2 separate regions of the Rattus norvegicus genome follow, and region 2 is linked to region 1. Evidence: chromatin contacts called from public Hi-C data. All regions are on one chromosome and are shown on one strand. The core of a region is the stretch at or near the end of the contact, and the rest is flanking DNA. Distances in the headings are between cores, read along the strand shown.

The links. Hi-C and Micro-C count contacts between places; a contact is called where the count stands out from the background.
Region 2: a Hi-C map of hepatocytes shows a contact between it and region 1, with 3 times the contacts expected there. The contact joins the enhancer-like site here to the promoter of Rwdd3 in region 1. A contact is called at or near these places in 10 of 12 Hi-C or Micro-C datasets (the A7r5 cell line, the Rat2 cell line, Schwann cells and 6 more).

What each region holds. Positions count from the first base shown.
Region 1 is chr2:211,931,784-211,935,621 of GRCr8, forward strand. Rwdd3 (RWD domain containing 3) reads right to left here and starts at 1,809. Exons shown (of 5, transcript NM_001128152.1): 1 at 1,705-1,809. The coding sequence starts at 1,789.
Region 2 is chr2:212,270,604-212,274,491 of GRCr8, forward strand. The region is part of intron 10 of Slc44a3 (solute carrier family 44, member 3); the gene reads right to left. Among named protein-coding and RNA genes, the nearest start is that of Slc44a3, 40 kb to the right of the region's middle. Within about 2 kb of position 1,793, at least 1 of the 93 cell types and tissues checked has an H3K27ac peak or open chromatin away from gene starts, as enhancers often do. A contact at or near this core is called in hepatocytes, where this site is marked.

The sequences.
Region 1 (3,838 bases), core at 559-3,058:
GAAGTCATGCTCAATTTAAGAGCAGATAGAGGGCTGCAGTGTTCTCGGTATTAAGACACCTCTCTCTCTCTCTCTCTCTCTCTCTCTCTCTCTTGGTATTAAGACACCTCTCTCTCTCTCTCTCTCTCTCTCTCTCTCTCTCTCCCTCTCTCTCTCTCTTTCTCTCCCCACTTCTTTTTGGGGGTCTTTCTCTGGCCTATCAACAGTATCTAATGGTCAACCATGAATTTATAAAGCAGTGTCACCAGACAACACAGGTTCGTTCCTCCCAGCTATTGCAAGTAAGCCATGATACAAGAACTCAAAGACACAAGTGATCCCTTTAAATATCTGCCTCAGGCAGAAACAATTATCAATAAAGAGATTTGTGGAGACAGAGGAGATGCTAACCAATTAGGATGCTACCCAATCAGAAGAGGGTGACAAATCCCTACAATAAATCCTTTCATAGGGGGATCTTAAGGAAGTTTCAAAAAGATAAGACAGGTCTAGGCACTTAAAAAGAGAGCAGCTCCATTTTTCTAGAAAGTTCACATTGCCTGAAATATCACAGAGCACCACAAGGGTCTGCAGATGGGTGCGTGCAAGAAGGGATAAAAAGAAAGGGTGAACTCCCAGAGTCTCTGACTTACCATATGGAAACCCAAAGCCCTCTTAATGTAGCTTCCTTAGGTCTAGCACTTTTCACACTTTGTTCTTAGAGGTAAGCCAATGTATGGTCAGAGAGGCGATTTCAATAGCAGTTACAAAGTAACAGTAGAGTGATGGCTCCTATTGACGTCAGAATGTACATGACTTATGACAGCTCGGGGGAGAAGGGAGGATGATCTGCATCAGCACACTTTCCCAAAAGGGGGGAGTCGGGGGCACTTAGTGGTCAAGAGAATTGACTGTACTTCTGGAGGTCCTGGGTTCAGTTCTCAGCACCTATAGGGCACACGGCTCCCAAACCTCAGTAACTCCTATCCCCTGAACGCCCTCTTCTGGTCTCCTTGTGCAGTGGGCACACATCGTACAGGTATATACTGGCAGGTAAAACACACAAACACATTCAGAAAAAACTTTAAAACTTAAATGTGTGTGAGTGGAAGAGGGAAACCAAGGCAAGAATGAAATTTCAGCTTTTTAAAATAAAAACAACAACAACAATAATTGCTTTACAGATTATAAACTCTCAGAGAAGGGGCTCGGTGTCATGCCTATGTTAGAAGAGAAGGCATTCATGAATGCGCGCTGCATGATTACACATCTAGCAGGAGTCTGGAACTGGCTGCCACTTTTCAGCAGCCTAAAAAGATAAAAATAAAAAAATTTTTTTAAGAAAAACAAAACGAAAAATAAAATAAAATCAAAGCCAATCAACTCTGGAGAATTCAAAGCTTCACCCAACCTACAACAACCTTTTCCTGACTGCCTTCCCCGTGGCTGACAACCAAATACTGCGTACTGTTGTCAAGGACGTAATGCACAAATGCTTATGGGGGTACTGACTATTTGGAGGGGCTGGATTCCATGAGGAGGGCAGTGCGCACTGTTTAGTGGCCAGAGAGCACAGGGGAGAAGGAGAGCGAGCTCAGGGAAGGCACTGCCAGCGCAGGCCACCCCCAACCCCGACAACTCCCCTCCCACTCCTACGCAAGGCCACAGGACACCGGGTCTCCCGGGTCCCCGCAGTGGCCGCAGGGTGAGAGGCAGGGTATTCACCTGAACAGCTCAACATCTCCCACTCGTGGGGCCCGCAGAAGATCGCGGCCAGCGCCGAGAGTTCCTGCCTCATCTCCTCCGCCATTTCCGCGTGACCAGAATCCGAAGCCGCTTCCGCCGCCTCCCGGAGCAGAGCGCGCACACGGCCACTGGGGGGCGCCCGAACCTCACAGCCCGGCAGGCTGGGGTGGGCGTGTCTATGGGCGTGGCGAATGTCTGAAAGCTCCGCCCAGGCCCTTTTGCTCTCTAATTCCAATTCGAAGTTCCTTCATTCCCAGAGTTTTTGCCCCCGTTGTTTTCTAGAGCTGAGAGAGACCTGTAAAGCCCCAAAGACCCTACAAGAACACCCAAGCGTGAACCCCTGTGCTTGACCTACACTAGGCTGGGAAGAGATGGAGAGAGTAAAAGAAACCTAAACAAACAAGAAAAGCCAAACAAGGCGAGCCCTTGGTCTTTTGAACCTTAGGTCCCGAGATGTTGCTGTCAGTGATCCTCGCAGTCGGGATATTTCAGAAAAGACTTTGATAATAACCTCCAAGATACTGAACTGGTCACTAGCCCCAGGCTTACAGACAAGGTCTAGATTCCCGGGCCTCTTTTCTGTCAAAGGTGCAGAAAAGAGGAGGGAAGATTGAGAGGAGACTCCCTAACTAGTGGGATAGGGTCCAAAACCATAAACTAGCTTTGACAATTGGTTTGGTTTGGTTTGGTTCGGTTCGATTCGGTTCAGTTCGGTTCGGTTTGGTTCGATTTAGTTCGGTTTGGTTCAGGTGATATTCGATGCATACAATATAATGTGTCTATTTCCACTGTGGCCCCTGAAGCTTAATGGTGAAATCACCATCATTGAATCTTGACCTAAACTTTAAAACACATGCAGTAACAATGGGATAACAGAACGGTCAATGCATCGTGTTCCAACCTCGACTTTGGTGAGCAAAATTAATTTGTGGTAAATAGTTCTTTCTAGGTGTGTTTAACTTGTTTTTTGTTTTTGTTTTACAAATAAAAATTTTAAATTCTGCAGCTCCCAGAAGCCCTGACTCACTCGGGGAGGTTCCCTACCTCTAGTTTGTATCAGAAATAACATTCTGTGTACATCAAAGAACTTAAGTAGGTCTACAGTAGCTCATTTCACTGACTTCTACAAGTCAGAATAATTTTACCTGGCCCTGATCCCAATCACCATTTCTGTTGCTAAAGGGGAATTAGAAAAAGGAAGAGAAATTGGCTTCCAAGCAGAGAAAGGAAATCTGACAAGATAGACCAGAGAAGCTTTCCCAGGGATGCCCTGAGATTTCAGTGACCCCAAGCAATTAGGGACCATGCTGTGCACATAATTAGAAAGATAAAGGTTTATTTAAACACATAATTATCTATAATGTGGCCAATTTGTATTAGAAGAAAGAAAAAAATAATTCCTTTGAGTTATTTCCAAAATAGCAGTTCAATCAAGTTCAGTGGGTTCGTAATTAACTGTTAGAGAGATTTGGGGAACAGATTACACTTTTGATTTACAATATCACTCTGTTATTCAATTTTAGTTTAAAGTCCAGTGTTACTGTTAAAAGTAATGGAAAAGATATTAATGTGGTTATTTGTCATATTTGTTAAGGTGGTCCACACAATAATTGAATAGCTCTCATCCTGCTTTTAATTTTTCATATTCAATGTGTGATAAGAACGAAATAACAGGAACAGTGTGATTCCAGTTGTCAGCAGGATTAGGAGGCGCTCACCAGAGCCTGCTGTCAGCAAGGGGTCCGTGAAAATTGATGTAAAAATACAGCCATCTATTACCGTACTTAAAATTTTCTGGTCAGTGGGTTTCTCTTTTGCTTTCCTTCCTCCTGATTCCTTAACCTGTTTTTCATACTTCATTTAGCATGTTTAAATAAAAAGTCGATGTGAGTGTCTTTTAAATTGACACTACCCTGAGACACTGAAGTCCCCTGAATGTGTTTCTTGCACTCTGACATTTAGAAGTAATCATCACAGAGGCAGTGTAATGTCTGCTTGGCATTTCTCACACTAGGAAAGTGGCAGGTACGTGGCAGATCTCTGAAGCTACCGCACCATAATCATTTTTCTTGTAATAAAATTTCTTCTAGTCGGCGGCTACTGAAATTCTAAA
Region 2 (3,888 bases), core at 543-3,042, 340 kb after region 1:
ATTTTTTTTTTTTAAAGCAAGTGCGTTTTAAAGATGTAGTTACTTTTATTTTATGTGTATGAGTGTTTTTGCCTACATGTCTGAATGTGTATCAAGTGCGACCCCGAGGCCAGACGTAGGATCCTCTGGACCTGGAGTTAGATGCAGCTGTGAGCTGCCATGTGGGTGCTGGGAACCAAACTCAGGTCCTCTGCAAGGGCCACAAGGGTTCTGGAGTGCTAAGCCACTTCTACCACTGCACAAAATGGAAGCTCTTTGAAGGTAAGTTTTACAGACTGCCCATATCCTCACGCACAGTGCTCTCTTCGTGAACTCTTCAGCCCTCTTACAGCTCCGGTAAGTGACAAGGGTCAATGCCCAGGGTCTGTATTACAATTCTGCCCAGTGTAGAAGTACGGCCTAAGTGAACTGTGAGCGGTAGATGAGGAACAGGCTGGAGGCATCACAGTGAAGCAGACTGCCCAGAGGAGAGTGGGCTCTCTGTGTCCTTGTTCTGAGACAGGATTTCTCTGTGCAGTCCAGGTTGGCTTAGAACTTGCTATGTAAACTAGGATGTGGTGATCCTCTTGCCTCTGCCTTCTGAGTATGCCACCATGACTGGCTGAGAAGACTCTTTAATCATTGAGTAATTGTAGTGCTAAAAATGAGTTATCATGCATTTTACTTTTTATTTTTATTTTTAATGTATGCGAATGTCTGCCACACGCCTGTAGGTTTCTAATGGAGGTGAGAAGAGGAGCTGGGGTTGCAGGCTGTTGTGAGCTGCTTGTCACCACTGGGCCACTCTTCAACCCATTCATGAATTTTACTTTAAATTCACTTAAAATCAAAATAATAGTTAAGGAACTAAATAGTGCTGGTAGGCTTCAGAAATCAGCAGTTTGCTTCATCTACCCTTAATTCTCCCTCTCTCGAGATGATAGGACTAACCTCCACACTTTAAAACTATAGGACCTTTTTTAAAAAAAGGTTTATTTATTTATTTATTTATTTATTTATTTATTTATTTATTATATATGAATACACCATAGCTGTCTTCATGCACACCAGAAGAGGGCATCTGATCTCATTACAGATGGTTGTGAGCCACTAAGTGGTTGCTGGGATTTGAACTCAGTGTTCTTAACCACTGAGCCATCTCTCCAGCCCCAGACTATAGGCTCTTACTGACTTGCTTTTTCCTATGGGATCTTGCCTGTTTTTTTTTTTTTTCTGGTATTAAGGATTGAACCCAGGGTCCCACGCATGCCAGGCAAGTGTTCTACCGCTGAGCCACCCATTCAGGCCCTCCTAATTTTTCAGCTCACGGCTCTGCTCCCATCTGTCTGCCTTACTCCCCTCCCTTCCCCCAGATAAACCTCCTTTATATTACATCTGTGGCATAGCATGCTTTCTCAGGGGGACACCTTGGTATGGGCCCGCCAGGTATCCTCCCCTCCCTCACGCCCTCCCCCTGATATCTCATAATAGATGTCCCATACATCCAGCCTCCCCGACATCACCTTCTCACTATTCCTCAACGACACTAATTTTTTTTATATCATATCATTAGTACATAAATAAAATGTACAGTGAGGAAGGGCCATTCCCAGCTGATCCGAGTAGCAGTGGTCGATTATGTTGTCTTTTCTGTACAACTCCAGGGTTTCCCTGCCTAGTTTACTCAGGACTATCAGTGGAAACATCTTTCCTAGGAAGGAGGTGCCAGGGAAATCTTTGGGGATTTTGTGTGAGCGTGACTGTATTGACCCTTGATCGATGGTGGGTGGGAACCGGTACAGACCTGGAGGTCAGGGACCTCTGTGTTTAGACAGTCCTCCTCTGATGTTTTCTGGGTTCAGAGCTGCTGCTGACTGTCAGAATGTTAGACTTGATTCTGAGACTCAAGGCTGTGTCTGATCTTTTCTCATTTCCTTTGAGAAACTTCTGGAAACTTTTAACTTATGAAACTTCTGGAAACTTTTAACTTATGACCTCACCTCCTGAGGTTTCTTTGACATTCTTGCATCATCATCATCATCATCATCATCATCATCATCATCATCATCAAAAAGATCTATGTCGTAGTGTATGTCTGAAGTCAAAGACCGTCAGTGGAGGAGGCAAGTAGGTCAGAGAGAGTCAAGGTAGTCCTCGAAACACAGCACGTTTGTTGATTGGGCTAGATGAGACTCCACCTCAAAAACAAACAAACGCCAAAACCCACCCACCCACCCAAACTACTTTTTCTGTTTGCTCTTTCTAAATCTCATATCAGTCAGCTGGGGGGCTCCTAAATAACCCTAACATTTTATCCTATCTCGTATGTTCCGGTTTGTCTTTGTTCGACTTTCAGGAAGAGCTCTTCAGCTTCACAGTGAGTTGAAGCATTCAACAGAAAATTCCTACTTTTGAAATTGTTCATTATTAAAGGGTCTTTCTCATTCTCACAATACTCGTTTTTGTGTGAGGAACTTTAGTTTATCGGTTCCGTATTTCTTCGCTCCCTATGATGACATCATTGGTGCATCCCGTGCACTGCCATTTTCCTTTGCAGCTTGCATTGTGTTTGTTTCCCCTACATTCCTTTTGTTTGGTTTCTAATCTCTTTCACTTCCTTTGTTTGCATAATAACCACTAAAAAAACAGCTCAAAACACACTTGGATGCTGTGCTGGTTTGTACATGTTTGGCCCAAGGAGGGGGCACTATTTGGAGGTGTGGCTCTTTTTGAGTAGTGTGGCCCTGTTGGAGTAGGCGTGCCATTGCGGGCATGGGCTTTAATACCCTTGTCCTAGCTGCCTGGAAGCCAGTCTTCTCCCTGTTGCCTTTGGATGAAGATGTAGAGCTCTCAGTTCCTCCAGTCCCACATCTGCCTGGACACTGCCATGTTCCCACCTTATTGATAATGGACTGAACCTGTAAGCTAGCCCCAGTTAAATGTTGTCCTTTATAAGAGTTGTCTTGGTCACGGTGTCTGTTCACAGCAGTAAAACCTTAACCACGGCAGATGCTCAGTGGGAGAGAGCTTGCTTGTTGCTGGGGAGTGCCACTGCTGGTGTAAGAGTCTGGAAGTCTGTTTCTCTGGGGATCACTCCCTCATGTGGCACCTGACTTGGGTTCAAAAGCTTTTCGGACCTGTCCCCGTTAGAGGACAAACCTGGCTGCCATCACCCTAGGAACTGAGCTGTGGGATGTGGGGAGGCGTGGTTATAGGGTCGTCATCATCAGGGCTTGGACTTCCCCTTGCTCTCCCTGCTTTAGTACATAGCATTGCCCCAGCCTCTGCTGGGCCAGATACCCCACGAGCAGACCCTCTTCTGGGTTATAGCCCTGGAGAGCAAAGGCCTCTTCTCTTTCGATGGAAGAAGAAGGATTTAGAAACTGAAGATTTAACATCTTTGGAAGCACATTTTGTTTTGTATTTATTTGTATTTTTAAATCTGTCTTTCTAAATTTTTATTTATTACTGTTGTGTGCCTGTGTGTATGCTGTGTGTGTGGAAGCATGAGGGTATGGGACGCCCTGGTGGAGGTCAGAGAACAACTTCTGGAAGTCAGTTTCTCTTTCTAGCATGGGCTCTGGGGATAAAACTCAGGTCGGTTGGCACTTTTACCTGCCGAGCCATCCGGCTGACCTTACAGCACATTTTATACTTGGATCCTGCTGCTCTGGCTTCCGTGTTCAGCCAGCATCCTATTTGCATGGCTGCACCCAGCCAATACCCACAAGCAGACCTAGCTTTTCTTAGTTCGCTTAGTCTTGTTTTCAGTTTTCATCACTCGGCTGAAATTTATTTTATTTTTTAAATTGTCATCCAAAGTCACACTGTTCAAGGCTGATAGTTCTCATTGGCTGTCATTGCTTGTCCATTTCTTATGGCCTGTGTAATTCTTTAATGATGGAGTGT